2 separate regions of the Sus scrofa genome follow, and region 1 is linked to region 2. The links are chromatin contacts, called in public HiChIP or PLAC-seq maps. All regions are on one chromosome and are shown on one strand. Each heading gives the region's core, a stretch centred on a gene start, on an enhancer-like site or on the middle of the called end of the contact. The rest is flanking DNA. Distances are from core to core; before and after follow the strand shown. Region 1 overlaps DDX1 (ATP-dependent RNA helicase DDX1). Region 2 has its middle 97 kb from the start of MYCN.

The links. HiChIP or PLAC-seq counts read pairs in DNA pulled down with a chosen protein or histone mark.
Region 1: a contact with region 2 is called in an H3K27ac HiChIP or PLAC-seq map of skeletal muscle, with 4 times the contacts expected there. The contact joins two enhancer-like sites. A contact is called at or near these places in 1 of 5 promoter capture datasets (liver), 6 of 47 Hi-C or Micro-C datasets (embryonic fibroblasts, epiblast stem cells, fibroblasts and 2 more) and 1 of 2 datasets of contacts at active chromatin or transcription factors (skeletal muscle).

What each region holds. Positions count from the first base shown.
Region 1 is chr3:121,813,530-121,819,697 of Sscrofa11.1, reverse strand. It overlaps DDX1 (ATP-dependent RNA helicase DDX1), which reads left to right. Exons shown (of 27, transcript XM_021087822.1): 27 at 1-1,298. Among named protein-coding and RNA genes, the nearest start is that of DDX1, 40 kb to the left of the region's middle. Within about 2 kb of position 3,622, at least 15 of the 83 cell types and tissues checked have an H3K27ac peak or open chromatin away from gene starts, as enhancers often do. A contact at or near this core is called in skeletal muscle, where this site is marked.
Region 2 is chr3:121,643,333-121,649,509 of Sscrofa11.1, reverse strand. No RefSeq gene overlaps it. Among named protein-coding and RNA genes, the nearest start is that of MYCN, 97 kb to the right of the region's middle. Within about 2 kb of position 4,314, at least 4 of the 83 cell types and tissues checked have an H3K27ac peak or open chromatin away from gene starts, as enhancers often do. A contact at or near this core is called in skeletal muscle, where this site is marked.

The sequences.
Region 1 (6,168 bases), core at 2,373-4,872, 170 kb before region 2:
TTGCCTGCTAACCAGCACATTAGTACTGAGGTAGCCCTCAGCTTCAGCTCTGTCCGCTCTACAGCGTAGGAATCCTCAGTGTCCTTCCTCACAGACCTCTCACTGCCAGGGTCCCCTCCGCACAGAAACGTTCAGGCGGCCCCACCTCCAGCACGTGTTAGACGTGACCTGCGGTCTCATGAGTCTTGGCGCTTTGTCCGCATTAACCATTTCATCTTCTGTTCACTGTTCATCCGCTTCAAAGCTACCTTCAGGCTTTGCTAGAGCTACACTCTCCACAGTGCCTGGAGTGGTTTTATGTTTGGGGATTTTTTTGGCGATCCAAATTTGAATAAACTTCAGCGAGCCTCTCTAACTCCGGCGTGCGTGTTCACTGTACCACTCACCCGGAAGATGCTGGGAGCCTCTTCCTGGGACAGAGCCAAGAGAGACGATAGAAGCCAAGCCAGAGGACCCAGGGCCTCGGGATGGCCACCTAAGAGCACTGATTGGAAAGGACTCCAACTAGTGGCCGTGGTTACAGGTCGCCCACACCTTTCCTACCTCCTCCTCAGAAGGAATTTTCCGGATGTAAACGGGAACCTCTGGTTAGAGGGCTCCCCCACCCCCACCCCCACCCCCCCCGCGGCCCCGCTTTCTACTGCTGTCCCCACTCCCAGAAAAAGTCACCTCTCAGGGACGTATGGGCTCCTTTCTTTTTTTCTGTAAGTGTTTCGGTGTACCGTTTAGATCTTACTGTATGTATAATTTTATATCTGCATTTGACATATTTTTCTTCCTGTAAATACTTCCCTGGCTGCCTCGCCCACCAGAAGTGCTGTGGTCTGTCCCTCTCACAAGCCCTGAGGAGAACGGAGGGGGCGAGCCCCTCCCAGGTCAGGCCCAGGAGCGACTCCGGCTCTGACCCGACCAGAAGACGACAGAAGCGAGGCCCTCGGCCCCTGAGCGTTCCTTTCTTGTTCGTAAAAATGGCGCAAGTCACCCTGGTCCTTGAGGATTATGCTGGACAGGCAGCGGGGTCAGCAGACCAGCGGCGCTGCCACCACGTTCTCCAGTGTGGACGCCGGCTGCCTCTTCCTGTTACCTGGACGGTTGCTGAACATCTTGGTTCTGGCTTTTGGATTGTTTGCCTCTACTGGATTCCTCCACCCTCGATTCTGGCGTGAAATGAGCCTTAGGAACATCTTCCAGAGTCATTTTCAGACTGCTTTCTGGACAGTTTGCCCTGGTTGCCATTCTCAAAACAATGTGGGAAGAATTCTGTTTCATTTATTTTGCAAACGGAAATAATACTGTTGCCTTTAAAGTCTGTTTTCCTCCTGTCTCTGCACATGATGTATGAATTGGTGCCGCTGAGCACAGGTCCTCTTAGGTCTGACCTGCAGCTTCTCTGCACGTGACCCTTCAGCCCCCAGATGCTCCCTCACCCCTGCTCCCTTCCCACAGTCATTATACTACAAACTAGGGCCCAGATTTGGTGTAAATAAGGTGCAAGTCTCCTTTCTTTTTTTTTTTTTTTTAAGGTAGACGTGTGTGTGGCAGTGATTGAGAACACCCAGGTTTTTTAAACAAAGAAAAAAGTTTGTTCCCAGCCAAGTCTAAATGAGCAAAACTATGTAGGCAAACTTTTCACTGTGGTCTTCTGCCTTCAGAGGGAAGCAGCCACTTGATTGCAGCTTGAATGAGATGTTAAATGTGAAACATGCGTAGGTAAATACGAAGTGAGATATGGGCTCGTTCCCCTCATATAACAGTTTTATTATTTCCCTATAGATGCTGACATCTATCAGGAATTTTTTTTTTTTTTCCAAGTGACCTTATTTTGGGGAAAAAGGAATATTTGTTAGAGGGAAAAAATGTAGCGGAACAGGAAGGAAAGGGAGGGAGAATGTTTGCTCCCGCAGAGGCGTTGATAGAGGATTCCTTTGGTGGGAGGAGTGGGGGGGGATTTTTACTGTTGTTTTCCGTTCTGTCGATTTAAATACTTCCCTTTCATTAAAACCATCTAAAGCTCTGCCTTTTCGGAGGACAGAGAGTCCACTTTGGTCGAAGTGCTGGGGGGTGGTTGGAAAGAGCCTGGAGTCACACAGGCCTGGAGCTGATCCCAGCAATGCTACCGACTTCTAAGAGCTAAGTCGCTTGCAGGAGAACTTGAGGTCGAAGGTGGGACCTGGAATCGGCACTTGAAGGAGCTCCTCAGAAGACTGTGATGTAGATGCTCTTCCAACTACAAATCAACAAACACTCGGAGGAGTCCTGGTGACTCAGCCGGCTAAGGATCTGGTGTTGGCACAGGTCTCCGCTGTGGTTTGGGTTCAATTCCTGGCCTGAGAACTTGTGCATGTGGTGGGTGTGGCAAAAGAAAGAAACGGGAGAGAGAAAAGGAAGGAAGGGAAAAGAGGAGAAAAAAAAGAAACGCTATGAAGAAATGGCTCTTAAAGCTTTCATTCTCTCTGCAGTCTTTCACCCCAAGACTCAGGCCAGGTGGCTGAAAAGGACACCTGAGTGAGATGCTCAAAGTACCAGAGCCACCTGTCTTCCCAGGCAGGCCCTCTTCCTTCCCTTAGGTTAGTGGTTCTCAGCCCTGGCTCTGCACTGGGACCACCTTGGGGAGCTTTAAAAGCTCCCTTGTACTTCATCTCCAGAAATTCTGTTATTCTGGAGGGGGCCCTGGTACTCTAGGAGCTGCTAATGTACTGCCAGGGTTCAGAGTGGCTGCTTTAAACAGCCTGACTAGATGTTTCTTGATCCAGCTGCAAATTACTGTGTGCCCCTGGCACATGCCCTGGCTGCTGGGTGAACTAAGTTCAACGTCGTTTAGATTCAGGCTGGAAGCCTTGCTATTGCACTGTGCAGAAGTTCTTATAGAGAGAAACTTTGATAAAAATGGTACCATACCACATTTCTGAGAAACAGTAAGGTTATTTTAAAAATGAATTTTGTAGACCTGAGTTCAGTTCCTTTTAAAATAGTTACGTTGGGGCTTCAGTCTTTTAAGGATGCTTCAGTTTTTCAGAACCCATTTGGCATTTTAATTTCTCTTCTTTTTGCCACTTGGTTTTTATTTAAAACATTTCCTCTGCTTTAGACAGAGTCACTTTATAGGCTTCTGGAGACCATTGGCTTCACTTATTATTACCCTAAAAACTCCTTCCCCAGCCTGGTAACTCATCCTGTGCACCAGAAAAGCCTCTGGTTGGCTGTTGGCTGTATGTTGCTTTCATTTAAATTGCAATCAAAGAATAAATACTTACTGCTGCCAAGCAGACTTTGAAGAGGCAGCCAGGCAGTGATTAGATGGTAAGGGTGTTCCACTTTTTACGGTGGATCAGAGTCTCAGGGGAGAGAGCCTAGCATGGGAAATCCTGATCAGAATGAAGTCCTCAGGGCGGAGGTTGTAGAGAACTGGCCAGTAGTGTGGCGTCGGCTGAGTCTCGTGGGAGCTATGGTGTCTGATGATGAGTTTTGGTTTTTACCATGTGATTCCCCTGAAATCCTCAAATGTTGCCCAAGGGTTAAGCAGTTAGATGTGTTGGCATGGCCTGGGGAGAACAGGGGGGCTCTGTGTTTGGACGGAGTGGTGACGGAGGGTGTGGAAATGGGTTAGGACCCTGTCCTGTGGGAAATTACCATGAAACGCCAGGAACGCACGAGAAAACCCTCTGGAGCGGTCCTCCAGACCGAAGCTCAGCGAGGTGACGTCAGGCTTGGGGCAATCGGGCTTTGCAGGCACTCCCACGACTTCAGAGCCGTATTTGAGAGAAAACTGGCTAACCTGTAGTCACAGGCTGGAAGCTTGAGGTATTTTATTTGGCTCGGAAAAGCTAGCAATTTGGAGACACTGGGTTATACGCCGTATCATTAAACACCGTTCACTTAAAATATTGGTGTTAGTTCTGTTGGTTGTAATAACAAACTCTATCATATGCTTCCCTCCATAAATTTTTATTCATTTCCCCACAGTTGGCTCACAACCCAGCCCCAGGAGAAATGGCACGAAGGCGGCCCGCCTGCCTCTCCACCCGCTCTCCTGGGTCTGTCATTTCCAGTCTGGTGCACCAGGTGGCGCTGACGTCACACCGTGAACACCCACAAAGACCTAAACATGATGCCGGGATATTTTTACCACTTGGGGTCACTTAAGGATTACCTGACTTCCTTTTTTTTTTTTCTGCTAAGCAAATCACAGATTCAAAGGAATTATTTCCCATTACATCTGTCAGAGTCTGTGGTCTTTTTTTTTTCCTGGATCCACAGGCTGAGAAACATGCATTAAGATTTTTTCCCCCAGGAATTGGCCCCACACAGTTTGTGCTGCAGTGACTTCTCCTCTCACAAAGCACTTAACAGGACCACCGCACCCGCCTTCTCCTGGGCCCAGTGTTTGGGGGTCCTCTGCACCAAAGAACTTCCACACGTGTCAAAATTGCATTTATGCTAATTGCCACTCTCATTAGCATCTCCAGAACGCAGGCTGCTTTTCTTCAGTCATTTCCTTGATTCTCTAAAGCCCAGCTCGGAAGGAATGAAGCTCGGTGGGGTCTCATGTTAACGCCCACTCATCTCCTCCCGACACACCCGCTTATCTGGTGACCCTAGGAATCAGGGCATGGCCCTTTAGAGCTTGGTGGAGAGCTGTGGGGTGATGCCCAATTGACTGGGCCTGCCTGTGGGTGGGTGTGGGTGGGGTGAGGGCAGCCCATGTGGGCTTAGACAGGCAGCCCAAACAATGAGCCCAGTCACTTCAGAACGTAGCTGTGCCTACTTATTTAAAAAGCCAGAATGACCAGCGGAAACCCCAAGTGCCAGCCTCCCCACCGACCGACCAAGTGATTTCAGGGGACGAAGGTTGAGAGATCTGAGTGGGAAGATGACCAGATATGTGGTCTGTCCCTCTCTTTCTACTTCAAAGAATACCATTTTGGGGGTGGAAGCGGGAGAGGAGAGGAGTCATTATTCAAGAATAGCCTTCCCTGGTATAATTTAAAGCTACCGCAGGAGTTCATTTGTTTCCATCATTTCCAGTTTATAATTAATCAGTGTCAATCTCTATTCAAGAACCTGAAATGGGCCTTTATTGCCTGAATGAAGTCCAGACTAACTTGGACACTTAACAGCCCTCTTAAGTTTCGTTCTAACTTTACAATCTGTATTTCCTTTATTCCCCAGGTCACATTGGACTTGGTCTCCTCCGTCCCCTCCATGTACAACAACAGGGAACATTCATGGATCCATCCCTACGTATCAGGTATTGTTCCAAGTGCTGACTCATCTTAATGAACCCTCCTAACTCCAGGAGTTCCTGTCATGGCTCAGCGGTTAACAAACCCGACGAGGATCCATGAGGACACGGGTTCCATCCCTGGCCTCGCTCAGTGGGTTAAGGATCCAGCCCTGCCGTGAGCTGTGGTGTAGGTCGCAGACGTGATTCGGATCCCGAATTGCTGTGGCTGTGGTGTGTAGGCTGGTGGCTACAGCTCCGATTCGACCCCTAGCCTGGGACCTCCATATGCCATGGGTGCGGCCCTAAAAAGACAAGACAAAAAACAAAACAAAACAAAAAACAACCCTCCTAACTCCAGAAGACAGGCTCTGTTAGTGTTTCCATTTTATAGATGAGAAAATGGAGGCACCAAGAGGTGAGCGATTTGCTTAAGATCACCTGACTAGTAAGCAGTGGAGCCAGAATTTGAACGCAGGCACTTACCCACTTAGGCCCTGTGTTCCGGATTGCGTCCTGCTGGCTGGAGGGCCTTCCTGGCTTCCCTGTGCCTGTCAGATTCCACCCAGCCTTAGGAATCTGAGTCACTTCTACCTCCTTCGTGAGGGCAAGAGAACATCACGGTTTTCTGAATACCAGCCGTGAGCCAGATATTTTATATTCAGCCTCATGTAAGAGCCAATGTTCTCTCTCTCTCTCTTTCTTTTTTTTTTTTTTCTTCAGAGAAGGACTCGAAGATGCAGAAAGGTTAAGTCCAAGTCCAGCAGGTTGAATCAGGCTCCAGAACCAAAGACGTTTGGTTCTATGCTCTGCTGCTAGGAAGCCCTCCAGCGTGTTACTCTTGGTCTTGCCCTTATACTTTAGGTAGCTTTTACTTGTTAAAAACCATTGCATGACTTTTTTCCTCTCTCTGTCTCAGGCAGATCAGAAATTCTTCTAGTGAAGGG
Region 2 (6,177 bases), core at 3,065-5,564:
GCCTAAGGGGAGGTGTCTGGGACTGGGAGTGACACCCAGGGCTGTCTGAGTGTGACATTCATGCTTTTAGGACCAGGAATCAGAGCAGGCTAATGCTACCTCCTTCCCCGGTACCTAGGGCTCAAACTCAGACACGCCAAGTGTCTGAAGGGGGCATGGGCTGTAGCTGTAGACAGGAGAAGCCCTCGATTTCGGCATGGCTCAAGGATCCCCAGGCCAGCCCACCCAAGGCTCCGAATGGGCCGGTAGTGGCCATGGACAACTGTGCTATAGTTAAGTAGAACCCACTGGCAGATTCATTTGTTCTGGGTGAAAAGCAGGCCAGGTTCTCTGAAATTGTAATGACTACATGCCAGTCCATGGTTTTTTCCTAGAAATCTAGAAAACAAAGCTGGAAGATTGATTAGAAATCAGCAGCATTTAATTTTTTTTAATAGGTAAGAAAACTAATTCCAAAAGACAGTTTGTCTAAGCTTTGGAATATTCTAGAACATAGTATAACATTAGAATATATTATAATACGGGTTTGAAGACCCAATCTGGGACAGGGAGATAAACACCTTAGCTCTACTGATCACTTACTATATAGCCTTGAGCACTTTACTGTCCACTTTCCGGGCCTCAGTTATCTTATCTGTGAAATGGGATGTGGTCTCTATAGTCCCTTTAACCCTAAAAGTTAAGTGAATCTGGATTTTATATGTGCAAAGGTTAAGCAGTGTGAAATATTATGTATCCATATAATGAGTCACGACCTTCGGCAGGAGTATAAGCCATAGTTTCTTTGATTAGAGACCTGAAAAGAGGAATGACTTTCTTGCAACGTTGAGTTGAATTTATGAAGAAGTCTGTCAAAAAGGCCTTGTGACATAGACTGACCCCTGGTCAATACCTGGCTCCCTGTAAACCCTTGTTGAATGAATGAAAGTGAGTTCCAGGCTTAGCTTCTGCAGAGGCCTGTTTGCTGATGAGTGTCAACTGGTTACATGTATGTGGGTCAGTGGGAACTGGTGAGTGAAGAAATGGATTGTTGGGTGGATAGACGAATGAGCAAATAGATGGGATACACCTCAGACAGGGACCCGAGAGGTTCTCTTGGGAGGTTCCTGTCCTTTAAGGAATTCCTGAGGTCCACGCTTAGGGCAGCCTGAGGTAGACCAGCAAGCCTAGCCCTGCGCCCATCCAAAGCCCCATCATGGTCAAGTCCTACAGCAACTCTGCTGCTCAGCCACTGTCCTCTCTGAGAGCTCGCAGGGGAGGTGCTAGGAGAGACCCAGTGGAGGGTGAAGGCTGAGAGCAAGGGCTTCAGGAGGAAAGCATGAACTTGACCAATCTAAACCCCACAGCCCCCAGGGAGCGTACTCACCCCAGCCCACCTCTCCCGGGCTCCAGTGGAATCTCCTCTTTCCCTCTGCTATACCCTCATCTACTCGTCTTCATGGGATGAGTGCATGAAGGTGGGTCTTCCTTTGCTGACCTGAGCAGCCTCTGTGCCTACTTCATCTCAGCACCTCCCCTATCCCAGGGCTGGCTTCCAGTAGATTCCTAGTCACGGAATGAATGGATGAGTGACTGATGGATTCTTAGTCCACGGCTGGTGGCTCCCTGAACCTCAAAGGACACGGAGCAAATATGTGTTGCCCTCAATTGCTGTTAATAACTTTTTTTCTAACTGGGAATAACAGTGCATACTTCACACCACGGTGAGCCAACATCTTTCATATATTAATAGTAATACTTCCCTTAGCGACGAACCCAATTTGCATAACCCTTTGTAGTTTTTAATGTTTGAACTCGATTCTCTCATTTTCATTCTCATAGCATCCTTGAGAGGGAGCTGGCTTAGAGATCCTAATCTCCCCTTTAGGGAAGGAGCAGAGGCTCATGGAAGTCCAGTGACTTGTCTAAGATCACGCTGAGGGCAGGGGGAGGGCTGGGAGAGACCCGTTCTGACCCCTGGCCCTGCGCTCGCCCCCAGTTACGCTTTTCTCCTTTCACCTGCCCCCATGGTCAGGTTTGCAAGAAACTAGGAGGCAAGGAATGGTTTGATCAAAGAATGCTCAAAAAGAATGATGTTTTTAATTAATAACAAAAGCAAACACACACTCTTAGTGGGTTCATAAATAGCAAGCTTCAAGCTAATTGATTAAAATGCCCTAGTAACCAAATTAATGGTGACTTCAAAAACAATGAAATCCTGCCAAGGCCACAATAAAACTGTCCCCCTCCCCCTTTTAATTATCTTTGTGGTTTTCAAATTTGCCTGAAACTCTTCTCTATGACAGGGCAGGCCACACCTGCTATTTGACAAGGGTCGGGTGCTGGGTGTCTGCCGACTCCAGAACATTGATCTGACTCTGACCTTAAAGCAAGTCACACAGCAGGGCTAGGTCCTTTGACTTTTTTTTTTTTTTTTTTCTTTTAGGGCCGTACCCATGTCATATGGAGGTTCCCAGGCTAGGGGTCCAATCGGAGCTGTAACCACTGGCCTACACCACAGCCACAGCAACTCAGGATCCGAGCCTCGTCTTCGACCTATAGCTCACAGCAACACCAGATCCTTAACCCACTGAGCTAGACCAGGTATTGAACCTGCATCCTCATGGATGCTAGTTGGGTTTGCTAACCGCTGAGCCATGACGGGAACTCCTTATCTTTTTTTTTTTTTTTTTTTTTTTTCCTTTCAACTCTCTCCTTTGAAATGGGAGGGCAAGGCCTGCCTGATTGATTCAATTTTAAAATATAGATGAAAGAGCCAGCAGAGTGTGTGACGCAGGGTAGGCGGATGGTAAATGGAGTTTGCTTCCTCTTTCTGCATCGGGTCCTTAAAGGACCTCACGGCCTCTTTGAACACAGAAGTGAGAGGCTCTCAGAGATGGGAGCCTAGTAGCTAAACTGCTATGGCCCAAGGTACCTGTCTCCCGCAGGATTTTTGCAGTCAGGTCTTCTGTATTTGGTGTGACAGGAAGCATGTCATTCACCCTCTCTGAGCTTCAGTTTCCTCATCTGCAAAACGACTGTCCTAAAATGGGCTTTGGTGGCGTGTGAATCTGGGACGAGAACAGAGGCCAAGTTCTAGAGCTTGATCAACAGTAAGCGGTCGCTTGGACTTCCGTGTGGCTCACAACAGAAAGCGGTCGCTCTCACTGCCACACAGACGCCGACAAGACGGTGTCAGGAGAGCTGGGATCAAGTCCCAACTCTGCTACTTCCAGGCCTGCTGCCTGCACCCCAGACCACTCCCTTCTCGTCTCCAGGACGGGGGTACTGATTCTTGGCTCACTATTTGCAGAGCAGCTTCACCAGCCAGGAGATAATTGAGGGCGTTGACCTTGGCTGCCCACTGCCCTCACCCAAGGAGCTTTACGAATGACCCACTCCAGGGACTCACTTCTGATCCACCTCATCAGGATTGGGGGGGGAGGGGCTGGGACCCAGGCATGCATGTTTCTCAATGTCCCCAGCGGAGTCTAAGGTGCCACCAGTGTGCGAGTCACAAGAAGCGACCTTCTTTTCCAAATCCCGGAGGCCTGTGACATGTGGGGGTCAGGCAGGGGGGCTCCCCTGCAGGTCCCGCACTACTGCTGGGGGACAGGGACCTCTCGGAGTCACCGTTCTTTCCTCCTCTGGGTCGGGAGCCATCAGCTTCTTTGATTCCCTTTCAACACTTCTCAGGATCTCTGTCCCCTCTCAAGAGGGTGGCAGGGTGCTGGCAGTAACTGGGGCTTGCTGACTTTAACCTTTAAAAAAACAAGCTTTATTGTGAAGACCAAAAGGTCTTATAAACCTTAATGAGCGGCATATGTGAAACACATACGCGATCTGCTTGTTTGAAAAATATTTCCCAGCTAGCCTTCAATAGCAAAGCCTTATTATTCTAAACGGGAGCTTGTCTTACCAGAGGACTGAACAAAACCCCAGTTGGAGATAATTATCTTAGCAGAATTCCCCGTGGGTCTCTGGAGAGGGGCTGGGGGTGGAAGCTGCTGGAACACATGTGCTAACTTAGGCTGCCTTTGTGTACACAACAAACACAAAAGCAGGGCTTTCGGCAGCGAGGAGAATTCCAGCTCCGCGAGTGGTGACCTCAGCATTCGTTCCAGGGATGGCACATCGGTGGGTCGCACTGGCTGGGGGCTGGAGATGGGAAGGCAGGAAGGGAAGGCACGTGTCCACACTCAAGCTCCGGGCGAGGGCTGGGCGGAGCAGGCAGAAAATGATGGGCCCCCAAATCGAGAGAGGCAGGCTTTTCCAGGTAATTCCAGTTTGGGGGCTGTGCCTCTGAGCAGCTGGCTTTCTCTAAGTCTCAGTTGCTCTGTGTGAACCACGGGCCACTGTGATGACTCAGCAGGCTGACCCAGGGATTAGAAATGGTTTAATCTGATGGATGATGAAGAAAAGCAATCTTGGGATCATAGGCAGCCACTTCACAGGCAACCTGCCTCCACCTCACAGAGACAAGCTGGACACTCAGCCTGAGGCACGAGGTTTGGGTTCCCAGATCCCCCCCCCAACCCCCCTTGCCACCCCCCGCTTCCCAGGAGTGTTCAGCCCCCGTTATCTGAAGCTTTGGGCTGCCAGCCTCCTGAGCCTGGCACCCAGATGTTGAGGGAAAGTGGGCCACTGGGCCTCAATTAGCTGGGTAATTGCTTCAATTCCCTATGGCTCCCGACCCCTGAATTACTCCCTGCTGCCCCCGCTTCCCGCAAGCTCTGGAATGCCACAGCCCTGTTCTTTTCCCAGCCTGGAAGCCACAGGAGGAAGCCACTTTGGTGGGACTTGTCCCACAGCTGCAGGCAGCCCCAGGAGAGGCGGGCAGGCCCCATCGGCCTGAAATGCTCTTGGATCCTTGCCCTCCCCCTCTTGGCCGCCCCCAGAGGCATAGGGGGAGCCGGGTTGCACAGGCCCAAGCGAGGGTGAGGGGTCGAGCTGGGGGAACTTGGAGGCCATAGGGCGAAATGGACCAAACCCGAGCCTCAGAGTAGGAGCTAAGGACAGCGTTACCTCGTGCATCTGATTTCACTTTCCCAGCCTCCGTTTTCTTATCTGTAAAATGGAGCCAAAGAGGTCTCTCCTGCAAGGTTGTGTTTGTTAGGGTCAAGGTAGTCCATTCCATATGGTGCATGCATAATTAACTAGGTGTCTAGCACACAGGTGTGGCTCTAAACAGCCCCCTTTTCCTCAAGCTTCTCCTCCTCCTCCATCAGCCGTAACCCTTGTGCCAGCGAGGCAGCTAAATGAGTGGGAAGAGTTTCTGAGCAGGGTCTGTGGGCAGATAACCCCGTCTAGTCCATCCATGCTCTCAGCCTTAGTTTTCTCACCTATAAAGTGCTGCTCCCTAAGGGTACTTGCATCCTCCGATGCTCTGGGAGGAGAGAAAGAGGGCCCGTGTCAAGCTGTCCTTGCCTCTGCACAGGCTCCGAGCATGTTTTCCCACCAAGGTAAACAGAGTCACTAACACTTTATCTTAATTGCCACTAATGATGGTGCATTTGCCTGATTATGAAAAAAACGGGGCTTTCTGGTCTCCTTCGCTTCCTAAGCTGACCTGGAATATTTAACATTTCAACTGAGTCCTTCCAGCTTTGCTGCTGAACCTAACTGGTCAATTGCAGGTTATTTATTAATAGTGGATTTGACTTCGCCTGGGACAGGCTGTTGGGGACAAATAGGAGCAAAAGGAAAGAACAGCTACCCAGAGGAGGGCAAGTCTGGTGAAGGAAGAACTGGAGGATGGTTTTCCCTGGGTTTTTCCATTTGATTCTTGCATCAGCCATTTTCATAGGTTTTAAGTATTCACTTTTTTTTTTTTTTTCACATTTCATGAAGTGTTTTAAACCTACGCTCCATCCAATGGGCACTTTTATGAAATTCACTAAAAGATTCAGAGTTGGTATTATCTTCATTTCCTCATTGTGTTTATATATATATTTCTTCCATTATTTTTTTTAAACCAGAATTCCTTTTTTGGGTTTCCTAACAATGTTGTCTGATTGTAGTGCTTAACTTTTCTTATTTAAATTACTTCCTTAAAAGAAATTTCAATAAATTACTTGGAGGCCGGTGGCTGTGTGTAAATGACAAATGGGAACAGTATGTGTATTTTCTTCAACCGTCTCAGAGTTTGTTTGCCAGGTTGAGAACTTTAAAAACATGGAATGATCTGGTTCCAGCACG